Linked DNA regions of Salvelinus alpinus: region 2 is linked to region 1. A link is a contact called in public Hi-C data. All regions are on one chromosome and are shown on one strand. The core of a region is the stretch at or near the end of the contact, and the rest is flanking DNA. Distances in the headings are between cores, read along the strand shown. Region 1 holds the start of epha4b (eph receptor A4b). Region 2 holds the start of LOC139560025 (dynein beta chain, ciliary-like).

The links. Hi-C and Micro-C count contacts between places; a contact is called where the count stands out from the background.
Region 2: a Hi-C map of muscle shows a contact between it and region 1, with 5 times the contacts expected there. The contact joins the promoter of LOC139560025 here to the promoter of epha4b in region 1. A contact is called at or near these places in 2 of 3 Hi-C or Micro-C datasets (muscle and red muscle).

The regions. Positions count from the first base shown.
Region 1 is chr30:38,374,361-38,381,643 of SLU_Salpinus.1, forward strand. It overlaps epha4b (eph receptor A4b), which reads left to right and starts at 4,902. Exons shown (of 19, transcript XM_071377116.1): 1 at 4,902-5,102. The coding sequence starts at 4,994.
Region 2 is chr30:38,674,702-38,681,154 of SLU_Salpinus.1, forward strand. LOC139560025 (dynein beta chain, ciliary-like) reads left to right here and starts at 1,508. Exons shown (of 31, transcript XM_071376522.1): 1 at 1,508-1,539; 2 at 1,983-2,094; 3 at 5,380-5,520; 4 at 5,754-5,912. The coding sequence starts at 1,508.

The DNA of each region.
Region 1 (7,283 bases), core at 3,652-6,151:
TTTTATGGGTCTTTCAGGAGCCTCATTTCGGACAGGAGTGCGCTGAAGATATGCTATCGGTGGTAAATATAATTGTGGTCGTGACCCAGCGTTAATCATCCAAACCTGTCTGCGGTGAACTAGAACACTATTTAGCAGCTGGAACACAGGGCAAAGATGTCCGGACAACATTCAATAGTCTCTGATTCACAACTGATTTAGTTAATAACCTACAATTCTTCTTTAAAAAATAAATCTTGGTTCAAATGAAATCAACTAGCAGCCACGTTGATGCAAAGCTGTTTAGGTATAGGCCTAACACCTCGATCACACTGACAGCGACATTGCCTTTTGGTTCACCAGAAGTCCATTCATTTCCAATGGAAGGCTGCGTTTGCCTTGCTGCATTGCAGAGGCAGTTGCAATGCGTTCTGTGTGGTGCATATGCATAGCTGCGGGAAGTAGGGGCGCTGAGGGTGCTGCAGAAAAATATAGGAATCAACCACCACCCCCAAACTACTTCCCACGGCTATGTGCATACGTTGGATTCATCACACCTATGCCTCAAACTGTATGCGTAGACGGCTTGACAGAAATGGTAGCAGAAGGTGAATGTTGAACTTTTGTTGCACACATATCCAGATTATACTGCGCAACGACGCTGTAGGTGTGATGTCCGATGTCCACCTGATGCATATGTGACCGACCGCCTCGATTCGGTCTTATGTAGCAAAATTTGAAATTGTGTTTTGTACATTGGATAAAAGTAGAGACTCAGGGGGCCTCCCGAGTGGCGCAGCGGTCTAAGGCACTGCATCGCGGTGCTTGAGGTGTCACTGCAGACCCGTGTTCGATCCCAGGCTGTGTCACAACCGGGCATGACTGGGAGTTCCATAGGGTGGCGCACAAATGGCCCAGCATCATCCTGGTTAGGGGAGGGTTTAGCCATTGGGGCTTTACTTGGCTCATGGCACTCTAGCGACTCCTTGTGGAGGACTGGGTGCCTGCGGGCCGACTTCGGTGGTCAGTTGAACGGTGTTTCCTCCGACACATTGGTGCAGCTGGCTTCTGGGTTAAGCGAGTGGTTGTTAAGGAGCGTGGTTTGGCGGGTCATGTTTCGGAGGACGCATGACTCGACCTTCGCCTCTCCCGAGCCTGTTGGGGAGGTGCAGCGATGAGAAAAGATCGCAATTGGGGAGAAAAAGGGGGAAAATATACATAAAAAAGTAGAGACTCAGAGTTAGAAAATGGTATATCAGACACTGCAGTTGAGGAACAACGGGAAAGCAATTCTGCTTTGAAAGTTGATAAACCTAACTTTTTAGAAAATGGGCCATGACTGTTTTGGTACACCTACTGGAGAGCGCTTCTTTGTCTACGCCCATTCAGCATTGTTCACTCCTTCTTAAGCCTTAGTCCCACCCATCTCTTTTTCGGCTGTCAGGAGGTGCATCCTGTGTCACTTAGCTCACGTTCCGACCTGTTTCCCTCTCGTTTCCGCTCGAGGTCGCCCATAGTGTTTATATATTTCTTGCCCGCTATAATCATCGTTCTAATGCTGGCACGGCCCCATTGCTTGGGCCTTAAACTTATATGTACCCATCACCATTATTAGGTGTTGGGGTCCTGTTCCCCGGCCCCTTTGTTTGTATATTTCTTGCCCGCTATAATCCACATCCTATTTCTGGCACGGCCCCATTGCTTGGACCTTGAATTATTCTCTGTACTCATCACCATTATTAGGTGTTGGGGTCCTGTCTGCAGGCCCCTTTCTTTATACATTTCTTGCCCGCTATAATCACCATTCTACTGATGGCCCTGCCCTGTCGTTTCCATTTCGTCGCCCTCTTCCTCCCTCTCGGTCTCTGCCGGACGCCCGACCTTGCATTCTTCTTAAGGATTCACATGTGAGGCCATGTGGTAAACACACGCTATACCAAATGAAATCTACGTTTATTTGTCACATGCACAGAAGGTGTAAACGGTACAGTTATAGTACTTGCATAGTAGCAATATCAAAAACAGAAAGTGTCCAGATAAAAATATTTGATAAATATTTTATCGTTAATAGATGACGCTTTACCCGACACACTTGTCTAAATTGATGGGTCATGTGAAGTTAATGCTATAACTGCCCCTCACCCACATCTAGCTAAGTGGATAGGTCACTATTGTCTAGACATGTACACATGTTTATAAAATACAACAAATGGCCGTAATCACCCCCAGTCACACCTGGTAATTTGATGGGTCATGTAATAATCTGGCCAAAGTGGAGTTTTTTGTTTGAGAAACAGATGCCTCACAAGTTCTCAACTGGCAGCTTCATTAAATAGTACCTGCAAAACACCAGTCTCAACGTCAACATTGAGGAGGCGACTCCGGTATGCTGGCCTTCGAATTCCTTTGTCTGTAGAAATGCGATGGAACGCAGGTCGCTCTCAAGTGAGCGTGCGTGACCAGCTCATGCCACTCTGGCAGACCCCTGATTCAATAAGCTCCCATTCCCCCCTCCTTCACAGTAGAAGCATCAAACAAGGTTCTAAAGACTGTTGATATCTAGTGGAAGCCTTAGGAAGTGCAATATGACCAAATTTCCACTGTATCTTGGATAGGCAAAGAGTTGAAAAACTACAAACCTCAGATTTCCCACTTCCTGGTTGGATTTTTTCTCAGGTTTTTGCCTGCCATATGAGTTCTGTTATACTCACAGACATCATTCAAACAATTTTAGAAACTTCGGAGTGTTTTCTATCCAAATCTACTAATAATATGCATATATTAGCAACTGGGCCTGAGTAGCAGGCAGTTTACTCTGGACCCCTTATTCATCCAAGCTACTCAATACTGCCCCCAGCCATAAGAAGTTAAACTAGCAATATCATCAACCATGTGTAGTTAACTCGTGATTATGTTAAGATTGATTGTATTTCATAAGATACTGTTAATGCTAGCTAGCAACTTACCTTGGCTCCTTGCTGCACTCACGTAACAGGTAGTCAGCCTGCCACGCAGTCTCCTCGTGGATTGCAATGTAATCGGCCGTAATCGGCATCCAAAAATGCGGATTGTTATGAAAACTTGAAATCGTCCCGAATTAATTGGCCATGCCGGTCGACCTCTAATCTGGAAATGTACGCAACAAAAGTTCAACATTCACCTTCTGCTACTATTTCTGTCAAGCCGTCTACGCATACAGTTTGAGGCATACTGTGATAAATCCAACGTATGCACCACACCGAACGCACTGCAACTGCCTCTGCAACGCTGCAAGGCAAACACGGTGTTTCATTGGAAATAAATGTCATTCTGGTGTAATTCCGAAATGCTGCGGTACGCATGAGGTCAATATTTTCAACTGGTGTACACACACACACACACACTCCAACTAGCTAGCTTTTAGCGAGTTGAAAAGCGAAGCACATGCGGTCAAGTACGGAAAATAAGGCTAGACATCCGGCAAAATGAAACCATAACACCTTGATCACACATACAGCGTCATTGCATTTTGGTACACCAGATGTACACTACATTCATTTCCAATGGGACGCTGAGTTTGCCTGGCAGCATTGCATTGCAGAGGCAGTTGCAGTGCGTTCTGTGTGGTGCATAAAATGGATGTATCAAAATATGGATCAAAATGTATGTGTAGACTACCGGCTTGACAGAAATGGTAGCAGAAGGTGAATGTTGGTGGATATGTGTGCAACAAAAGTTCAACAGTCACCTTTTGCTACTATTTCTGTCAAGTCCACTCATACAATTTGACCACACAGAACGCATTGCAACGACCTCTGCAACGCAATGCTGCAAGGCAAACGCAGCGTTCCATTGGAAATGAATGTACTTCTTGTGTAGTTGGTTGCCTATAGCCTCGATCACACCTACAGCGGTATGCATCATATTCTATGCGTAGACGGCTTGACAGAAATGGTAGCAAAAAAGTGAATGTTGAACTTTTGTTGCACACATAACCAGATGATGCTGCGTACGATGTTATGCAATGATGCTGTCGGTGTGATTGAGGCGTGTGGGTTGGATGTTGCGGACACAATGGATGTAGGTTCTAATAAGGAATTAACTGGGGGGTTGACATTAATTTAGTAGGTTTACCGAAACAGAAAGAACACACACAAGAGGAAAGCAAAGCGAGAGGGGTACATCTGTCCTGTTAAAATGCTCGTGCTCTCTCCGTGGTGCTGAATTCCCTGCACGCTGTTTCGGTCTGTTGTGTTAAAAAGCAGAAGATTGAGGTTGACCTCGCGCACTCTCCCCCCTTCCCCACTCTTCACACATGCATTTAATATGACAGGCAGAAACCATGATTTATTCATTTAGACCCCCAGAAAAATACCGCCAGTCAGACACACACACGTCTTATCACAGCGCAACCACACACATTCCAACCAGAATACATCTCCATACAAGCATTGGATTTGAATCCGGAATCCATGAAACTGGGTTCTTCTGAGAGCTGTTGCCTGTAGCTGCTGTCATTCTTTGAATGTAGAGCAGACCTACAATGGTGAGCTTGACACAGGCAGTTTCCCTGTGAGCCCCCCAACTACCTCATCAATCTTTAACTGCCCATTCAACTAAATGAAATAGGCCTATGACCGATGGACAACCATCAGCAGATACAACTCACTTTCAGTCTGAATCTTCAGGTACCCTTGGATAAAAACCTTCTGTATCCATGTGCACCGTTCTCCAAACATCAGAGGTGCAGTGATGGAGATCGCAGGCCCGCGTGTGTCCTCAGAATAGCGTGTGTGTGTATGTGCGTGCTTGTGTGTGTCGCGACAGCGCGAGGTCTCGCGTTTCCACACCACCCGGCTCGCCCGAGATTGACAGCGCTTGGCTTGCGCTGGACCCTCCTTCCCGTCTCCTCCTCTTTCCCTTCTCTCGCTCCCTCTCTCTTTTCCTTTTCTGCTCTCATCCACTCATTCGCGAGGGCTCGCTCACCAACTCCACACGAACAGGGATGCAGCGAGCGCGCAGCGCAGCCTGAAAAATGGCACTACTCTTCCTTTGGATCTATCCATCCCTTTTGCTTTTCTCACTTTTTCTTTTTCACGAATTCGCACCATGTGAAGGCTTACGGAATTACCCAGAGAATGAAGGTAAGAGAGTGTTTAATGATTGTAACGGTTTTGACTTCGTGATTCGCTGCGAGGTGAACCGCGGAGGTTGTTGCGACTCCGCGGTGGCCGGAACCGTAGTCTCTCCGTTAAGTGCTCTGACCGTGTGGTCAGAATGAATCCTGGACCAGATAGAACACAGCGTCGAAGAGTCATGGGAAACTGTTCGAGTATTTTCTGCTTGAAGTACATTGTATAGCACCGAGGCAATGCTGTGGTGATGTGGAGGCAATATGGTTTACGCAGGAGCAATCCTTTCACTTCAGAAGCACAACTTATAGCTTTTCATGTAGGCCTATTGTCAATGGTTGGATACCCATTTGACCTTTTAAACGCATCCAACTTTTATAAGGTTTGATAATAATAATGATACTATTCCTAGTAATAATAGCACCATTTTTCAAGTAGTCCAGGACTACTGTTCCATCTAGGATACAGCAGTCGTGCAAATCAAGAGTAAGATTGCAATTACATTAATTTGTCAAGTTGCTGCTGGGCCTCTCACTTCGTTATTATATTAACGTCGATACTCAGCTCAAAATTAGAGCAGACCATTTCCCGACAAATTACTACACTCGTAAGTAACTACTTTAGAGACTCTTACAGCTCGACACCCAAAGACAGGGCCTTTTTTTTTAGGTGGCTTGGATGTCAGACTGGGAGATGGTTTGGAGAGATTGAAACATATACAGTAGCTGGAATTCTATAAGGGTAGTCTGAGACATTTGATCACTCCTGTGGACTTTATGGTTTGGCAATGTGGTGGTGTTCATGCGTGATGTGTGCGCGTTACAACTCATCAGTTATGACTTGACTGTCCAGTTGTTTGGTACATTCTGAAAACGGAGTTATGACATAATCAGACTATTATTCAGTAGTGAATGAATGTTTGTAAATGTTCTGGATTTCGGAACACCGCCCTTTCCCCGGCGTAGTGGCTTAGTTACTCCGTAAGGTGTTAGAACAAAGCTTTCTATACGGTTGCGCGTGCTGCGCTATACCTCCTATACCTCTCTCTCTCTCCCTCTCTCTCTCCCTCTCTCTCTCTCTCTCTCTCTCTCTCTCTCTCTCTCTCTCTCTCTCAATTCAATTCAATTCAATTCAAGGGGCTTTATTGGCATGGGAAACATGTGTTAACATTGCCAAAGCAAGTGAGGTAGGTAATATACAAAAGTCAAATAAACAATAAAAATGAACAGTAAACATTACACATACAGACATACACACATCTCTCTCTCTCTCTCTCTCTCTCTCTATCTCTCTCTCTCTCTCTCTCTCTCTCTCTCTCTCTGTCTCACACACATACAGTCCTTATCCATCCTAGCCTGTGGCCCTTAAGCATCAGCCGCATTGATATGTAAAAGCTACTGTTTGGCAGTCTGATGGTTTATCTTTATATGTATTTATTCCACTCATTGACCTGATCATAATCTTCTACATTTATAGATCAAGTGTCAAGTTTATTATACAACATCATGGCAAAACAAGTTTAGCCTTTCATGAGCGGCTCCAGTGAAGTGAGTTTAGTCTGGATGATGACGGTGTTGTTTGCAGTGAAGTGAGTTTAGTGTGGATGATGCCGGTGTTGTTACCAGTAAAGTGAGTTTAGTCTGGATGATGACGGTGTTGTTTGCAGTGAAGTGAGTTTAGTCTGGATGATGACTGTGTTGTTTGCAGTGAAGTGAGTTTAGTCTGGATGATGACGGTGTTGTTTGCAGTGAAGTGAGTTTAGTCTGGATGATGACGGTGTTGTTTGCAGTGAAGTGAGTTTAGTCTGGATGATGACGGTGTTGTTTGCAGTGAAGTGAGTTTAGTCTGGATGATGACGGTGTTGTTTGCAGTGAAGTGAGTTTAGTCTGGATGATGACGGTGTTGTTTGCAGTGAAGTGAGTTTAGTCTGGATGATGACGGTGTTGTTTGCAGTGAAGTGAGTTTAGTCTGGATGATGACGGTGTTGTTTGCAGTGAAGTGAGGTTAGTCTGGATGATGACGGTGTGGTTTGCAGTGAAGTGAGGTTAGTCTGGATGATGACGGTGTGGTTTGCAGTGAAGTGAGTTTAGTCTGGATGATGACGGTGTTGTTTGCAGTGAAGTGAGGTTAGTCTGGATGATGACGGTGTTGTTTGCAGTGAAGTGAGTTTAGTCTGGATGATGATGGTGTTGT
Region 2 (6,453 bases), core at 258-2,757, 300 kb after region 1:
GATGATGACGAAGATGACGATGATGACCAAGGACGACTACGATGATCTTGATTTTAGGCGGCAGGTAGCCTAGCGGTTAGAGCGTTGTTGCTGGTTCGAATATCTGAGCAGACGAGGTAAAAAAATCTATCGATGTCCACTTGAGCAATGCGCTTAACACTAATTTGCTCCAGGGGTGCAGAACTAATATGGCTGACCCTGTAAAACAACAGATTTCACTGCACCTGTCTGGTGTATGTGACAATAGAAACATATTTGATGAATCACGAGGCACTTGTTGAGTATGGGGCTAGCAGATCCTCTATTGACACCACTGGTGATAACTGTTGAGAGAAGCAAAATGTGAGAGGAAAACGTTGGTTAACGTTATTAATTATAGCCACAGCATATCTAGTCCTTCATTCCTGTCCTCTTTTGTTTTCCTCTGCTCCCTCTCTCTCCATCTCTCTGGACCCTGTCTCATCTGTATGCTGAGAGATAGCTGGCTATCTTCTTTCTCCCCCCTTCACCGTCCTCCCTCTATCCCCCTCTCCAACTCCTCTCTCTCTCTCTCTCTCTCTCTCTCTCTCTCTCTCTCTCTCTCTCTCTCTCTCTCTCTCTCTCTCTCTCTCTACAGTAGTCCCAGTGGAGACGCTGTGACATTGGGTGTGAGGTCAGAGGGATGGGCAGCAGTGGTCTGTCTCTCAGCACTGTGAAATGGCTTTAGCTACAGTACAGCTCAGGGGACAGAGACTGGGCTACAATGCAGGCAGACAGAGAGACGCAGAGAATTTAAATTTAACACACAAAAATATTTTCGGTTAGTACATTGAATATGATGATGTTGTCATTGGTAAAACACAGAGCAGAGAGAAAGGCACAGTTCTGATGTCATGAAAAGTATCAATTAATATATGTTTTATTGATTTATAAAATATGGCCGATAGTGTTTGTCCTTACCTGAACTTCTGTGAGTTGAGAGACTATAAACGGATCCAATAGAAGCTTGAACTATAAGGCCACATGTCCATTCAATGGTACACCCAGTAAATGTTGTCCTTAACCGCAATTTCACATTTTATCCAGAAATATATGGACATGAATCCTGATAAACACTGTGTTTCTGTGGAGACCCAGAGGTTCAAAACGTTGCATTGCTTTAGTACTAATGAGCTACATTTATCAAATAAATTCTGACTCAAATGCCAATGATCACTGATATCACCATCATCCCCAGTCTTCCCATCTCATATGTCATTATTATATCTATGCATTACAGTTAGAGGCAACATGTTTTTTTTTTTTAAAGGTTAATCAGAATCGTGGTATTTTAAGTAACACAGTTATACATATGTCCCGTTTTTAGATGTTTTTACATAAATGCTGTATCATGTCTAATAGGATGTCATGGTTCGGGTCATTTTGGATTAGAGTTGATGTCACTTCTACCAAAAGTTATCCCACACTGCCCTCAAGTGGTGAGAAAGTGGATCTGTTAGTAGGTGTCACTGTCAGGACAAGGGCTCCCATGAAGGCTCCTGTTTCACCTGGCTGTGACAGGTGAGATATGTCGCCGTCTGTTGCTATGGTGTAAGGTGACAGTCTCTCTAGGTGTGGTATAAGCTTACCTCCTCACCTGTCCTCAGAGCTGGGATAGAGAGGCTCCGATCGGCTGACTACCGCATTCATTAGATAGATAGATATTCAGCTTTGTGCATGTCTATAGCAGCTTTTCCCAAACAGTGGAACTGGGTCCTGGCTGGAAGATTTGGTTTTGTTAACTTTAGCATTCAGCTTCAAGGTGAGTTGATGGTGACGCATGTTTTCTTCCCGTCAATGGGTTAGGTCCCACTCTATTTTCTCCATCCCTCTCTCCAGCTCCTGTCTCCGTCCATTTCCTTTACATACCCACTCTATCTTTCTCCCTCTATTCTCCATGTCAGAATGCAAACCTCTGCTATTTCTCCTCTAAAACCAAATGTCCCCTCGCTCCCTTCTTCCAGCGCCATGGCCGAGGGCGGCAGCAGCAGCACTAGTGGAGGGGTGCGTGTTCCCCAGGACACCAAGACAGGAGCTGCGTTGGCAGATGAGAGGGTGGACTTTCTCCGGGAGCAGGTAGGACTATCCCACTGGGCACACACTGGTTGAATCAACGTTGTTGCCACGTCATTTCAATTAAATTATTAGGAGCAACGTGGAATAGACGTTGGATTGAATTGACTGGGATATTAGCATCACAAACACAAAAAACATTGAACTCTACATACTCAAATTATAGCAGGAATGATCTTGTAACATTTATTCAACGATGTCTGTCAGGAAAAGGCACGCGGGGGATTACATGTCGCGTTCAAAACCAAGGGGAACTTGGAACTCGGATATCTTAGACATCCGACTTCAGTGCGTTCAAGACAACTGGGAACTCAGAGAAAGAAAAAAACATTTTAAACGGTCATCCAACTCGTAAACTCTAGAATGTTCGTATGCATGGAAGAAGTGTGATTTATCAAACAATCCTACAAAGTAAGAAACAACAACTTTTCCTCGACTGAAATAGAGGTGCTGGTGTCAGAGGTTGAGTACAACCAAAAGGTTTGATTTGGCTCGCTCAGTTGCGGCTTGAGCAGAAGACAAAAAAAACATAGCTAGAAAGAGAGGACCGTTAGGACAATTCAAGTTGCTTTAGCAATGTCAAAATGTACTTAAAACGAGTAGGCAACACTACCCCATCCTCAACAGCTCCCTCCTGTAGGCGAAGGCCATCATTGCTGTTCTGCAGAAGGAACGAGCCGTACGTTCAACCTGGCCACCTTACCACCACATTCAGCAGCGTCTTTTGCGCATCACATAATCTTATCACCTGCACATTAAGTGGGTGGAAGCATTTTCTGTTCACATTGTTGAACTCGTTTTGGGATTGTGCTTTTATGGCCATGTGGGTGCTGTATATTGCTCCGTTAGTTTAGGGAACCCACTGATCTAAAAAAAAAACATCCTTTCAATTTAACGTTTTATTGTCATGTGCACAAGTAGGCCTACAGTGAAAAATGCTTTTTTTTGCTAGCTCCAAACCCAACAATACAGTGATCAATATCAATGTAGCAAAATAACTAACATAAGGTAGAACAAAAACACAAGAAATATAAGTAAGAAGAACATGAGAAAGTAAGAAGCTACTGTATATACAGGGTCAGTTCCAATACCATATTTACAATGTGCAGGGACACTGGAGTGATGGAGGTAGATATGTATAGGGGTAAGGTGACAAGGCATCAAGATATACAGTTGAAGATGGAAGTTTACATACACCTTAGCCAAATACATTTCAAATCAGTTTTTCACAATTCCTTACATTTAATCCTTGTACAAATAACCTGTTTTATGTCATTTAGGATCACCTCTTTATTTAAGAATGTGAAATGTTAGAATAATAGTAGAGAGAATTATTTCTTTCTTTCATCACATTCCCAGTGTGTCAGAAGTTTACATACACTCAATTAGCATTTGGTAGCATTGCCTTTAAAAAGTTTAACTTGGGTCAGACCTTTCGGGTAGCCTTCCACAAGCTTCCCACAATAAGTTGGGTGAATTTTGGCCCATTCCTCCTGACAGAGCTGGTGTAACTGAGTCAGGTTTGTAGGCCTCCTTCCTCGCACACGCTTTTTCAGTTCTGCCCACAAATCTATAGGATTGAGGTCAGGGCTTTGTGATGGCCATTCCAATATCTTGACTTTGTTGTCCTTAAGTCATTTTGCCACAACTTTGGAAGTATGCTTGGGGTCAAGCTTTAACTTCCTGACTGATGTCTTGAGATGTTACTTCAAAATATCCACATAATTTTCCTTCCTCGTGATGCCATCTATTTTGTGAAGTGCACCAGTCCCTCGTGCAGCAAAGGACCCCAACAACATGATGTTTCCACCCCCATGCTTCACGGTTGGGATGGTGTTCTTTGGCTTGCAAGCCCCCCCCCCTTTTTCTTCCAAACATAACGATGGTCATTATGGCCAAACAGTTCTATTTTTGTTTCATCAGACCAGAGGAAATTTCTCCAAAAAGTACGATCTTTGTCCCCATGTGCAGTTGCAAACCGTAGTCTGGCTTTTTTATGCCGTTTGGAGCAATGACTTCTTCCTTGCTGAGCGGCCTTTCAGGTTATGTTGATATAGGACTCGTTTTACTCTGGATATAGATACTTTGTACCTGTTTCCTCCAGCATCTTCACAAGGTCATTTGCTGTTGCTCTTGGATTGATTTGTACTTTTCATCTCTAGGAGACAGAATGCGTCTCCTTCCTGAGTGGTATGACAGCTGCGTGGTCCCATGGTGTTTATACTTGCGTATTATTGTTTGTACAGATGAACATGGTACCTTCAGGCATTTGGAAATTGCTCCCAAGGATGAACCAGACCTGTGGAGGTCTACAATTGTTTTTATGAGGTCTTGGCTGATTTCTTTTGATTTTCCCATGATGTCGAGCAAAGAGGCACTGAGTTTGAAAGTAGGCCTTGAAATACATCCACAGGTGCACCTCCAATTGACTCAAATTATGTCAATTAGCCTATCAGAAGCTTCTAAAGACATTACATAATTTTTGGGAATTTTCCAAGCTGTTTAAAGGCACAGTCAATTTAGTGTATGTATACTTCTGTGTGTGAATTATAAGTTAAATAATCTGTATGTAAACAATTGTTGTAAAAATGACTTGTGTCATGCACAAAGTAGATGTCCTAAGCGACTTGCCAAAACTATAGATTGTTAACAAGAAATTTGTGGAGTGGTTGAATGACTCCAACCTAAGTGTATGTAAACTTCCGACTTCAACTGTATGATAAACAGAGTAGAAGCAGTGTAAAATTATATGATTGTAAGTGTCTGTGCATGTGCGTACACTCAGTATAGATGTGTGTGCATGTTATGTGTGTGTTGGAGTCCTGTGAGTGTGCATAGAGTGCAAAATAAAAATAAAATACAAGGGTCAACTCAGACCCTCAGATGCTGTTCAGGAGCCTGTTGGTGTCAGACTTGATGCACAGGTTCCGCTTGCCGTGCGCAAGCAGAGAGAGCAGTCTATGGCTTGGGTAACTGGAGTCTTTAACAATTTTACGGGCCTTCCGTTCACACCGCCTGATATAGACGTCCTGGATGGCAGGGTGCTCGGCCCCAGTGATGTACTGGGCTGTCCACACCACCCTCTGTAGTGCCATGTGATCGAGGGTGGTGCTGTTGCCATACCAAGCAGTGATGCAGCCAGTCAAGGTGCTCTCAATGGTGCAGCTGTAGAACCTTTTGAGGATTTGAGGGCCTATGCCAAAAAAATTCAAATTCCTGAGGGGAAGAGGCGCTGTCTCGCCTTCTTCATGACTGTGTAAGTGGCCCCCCGTGATCACCGGTGATCAGGCCTACCACAGTCGTGTTGTCAGCAAACTTGATGATGTTGTTGGAATCGTACTAGGCCACGGAGTCGTGGGTGAACAGGGAGTACAGGAGGGGACTAAGCACACACCCCTGTGGTTCTCCCATGTTGAGGGTCAGCATGGCGTAGGTGATGTTAGGCTTTATGGTTATTTGTGGAGATCTGTTTTTCAGACAGAAAATGTTGCACATCTCATTAGGCCTATACTTGCAGTAGACTTTAGTTCATTTCACTACAAACATGTACGATATTATTTCAAAGCATACAACAGCCCGAGCGGTGTCCTATGTAGGGCTAAAGCAGAGAGCAGATACAAAGGTGATCAGCAAATGACACATCTAATGCACCATGTTTCCAGGCGTTTTGTGTTCTCCGGGTGAAGACTGACAAGTGGAATCGTTTCATTGGGGCGGAGGAGAACCAGAGGATTCTACTGGATTTCCTGGACCATGTCTGGAGTGACCGACTACTGCTCTTCACTGGTCCTGGGGGAACACTACACGCTGGAGACGCACAGGTGAGCGATACACACACACACACATTTTAACGCTGATATGTGAATGCTACCATATAGCCGTTACACCTTAGCTTGTGGAAAGCCCTTGCAGCCATTTTTCAACTAACCTTTTCTTGGCAATACATTGACATTTTAGTCATTAAGCAGACGCTCTTATCCAGAGCGACAATACTTTCTTCGTTCTTGATTCGGAAGAAACTTGTCTCTTATAAACTTCTGTGTCCAGTCACAGGTGGAAGTGGAGAACATTCCGAAAAATATTCAATCCACTTTTTGATCGAGTAAGAAATCTCGCTTGCATGTGTGTAGATCTTTCATCTATTTCTGCATGTGTCCGCGGCAGCGACTAGTTCCTGCAAAGATGTTGGGAAATGTAACATGTTGGCGAGGGAACTCCTCACTCGGTGGGAAAAGTGGATTTAATATCTTTCTGAATATGATCACATTTTTTTGGTGTACCACCTGCAACTAAACAGGTTTGTAAAAGACAAGTTAAAGACAACGAAGAAAGTATCGCCAAGAAAAGATTAGTTGAAAAATG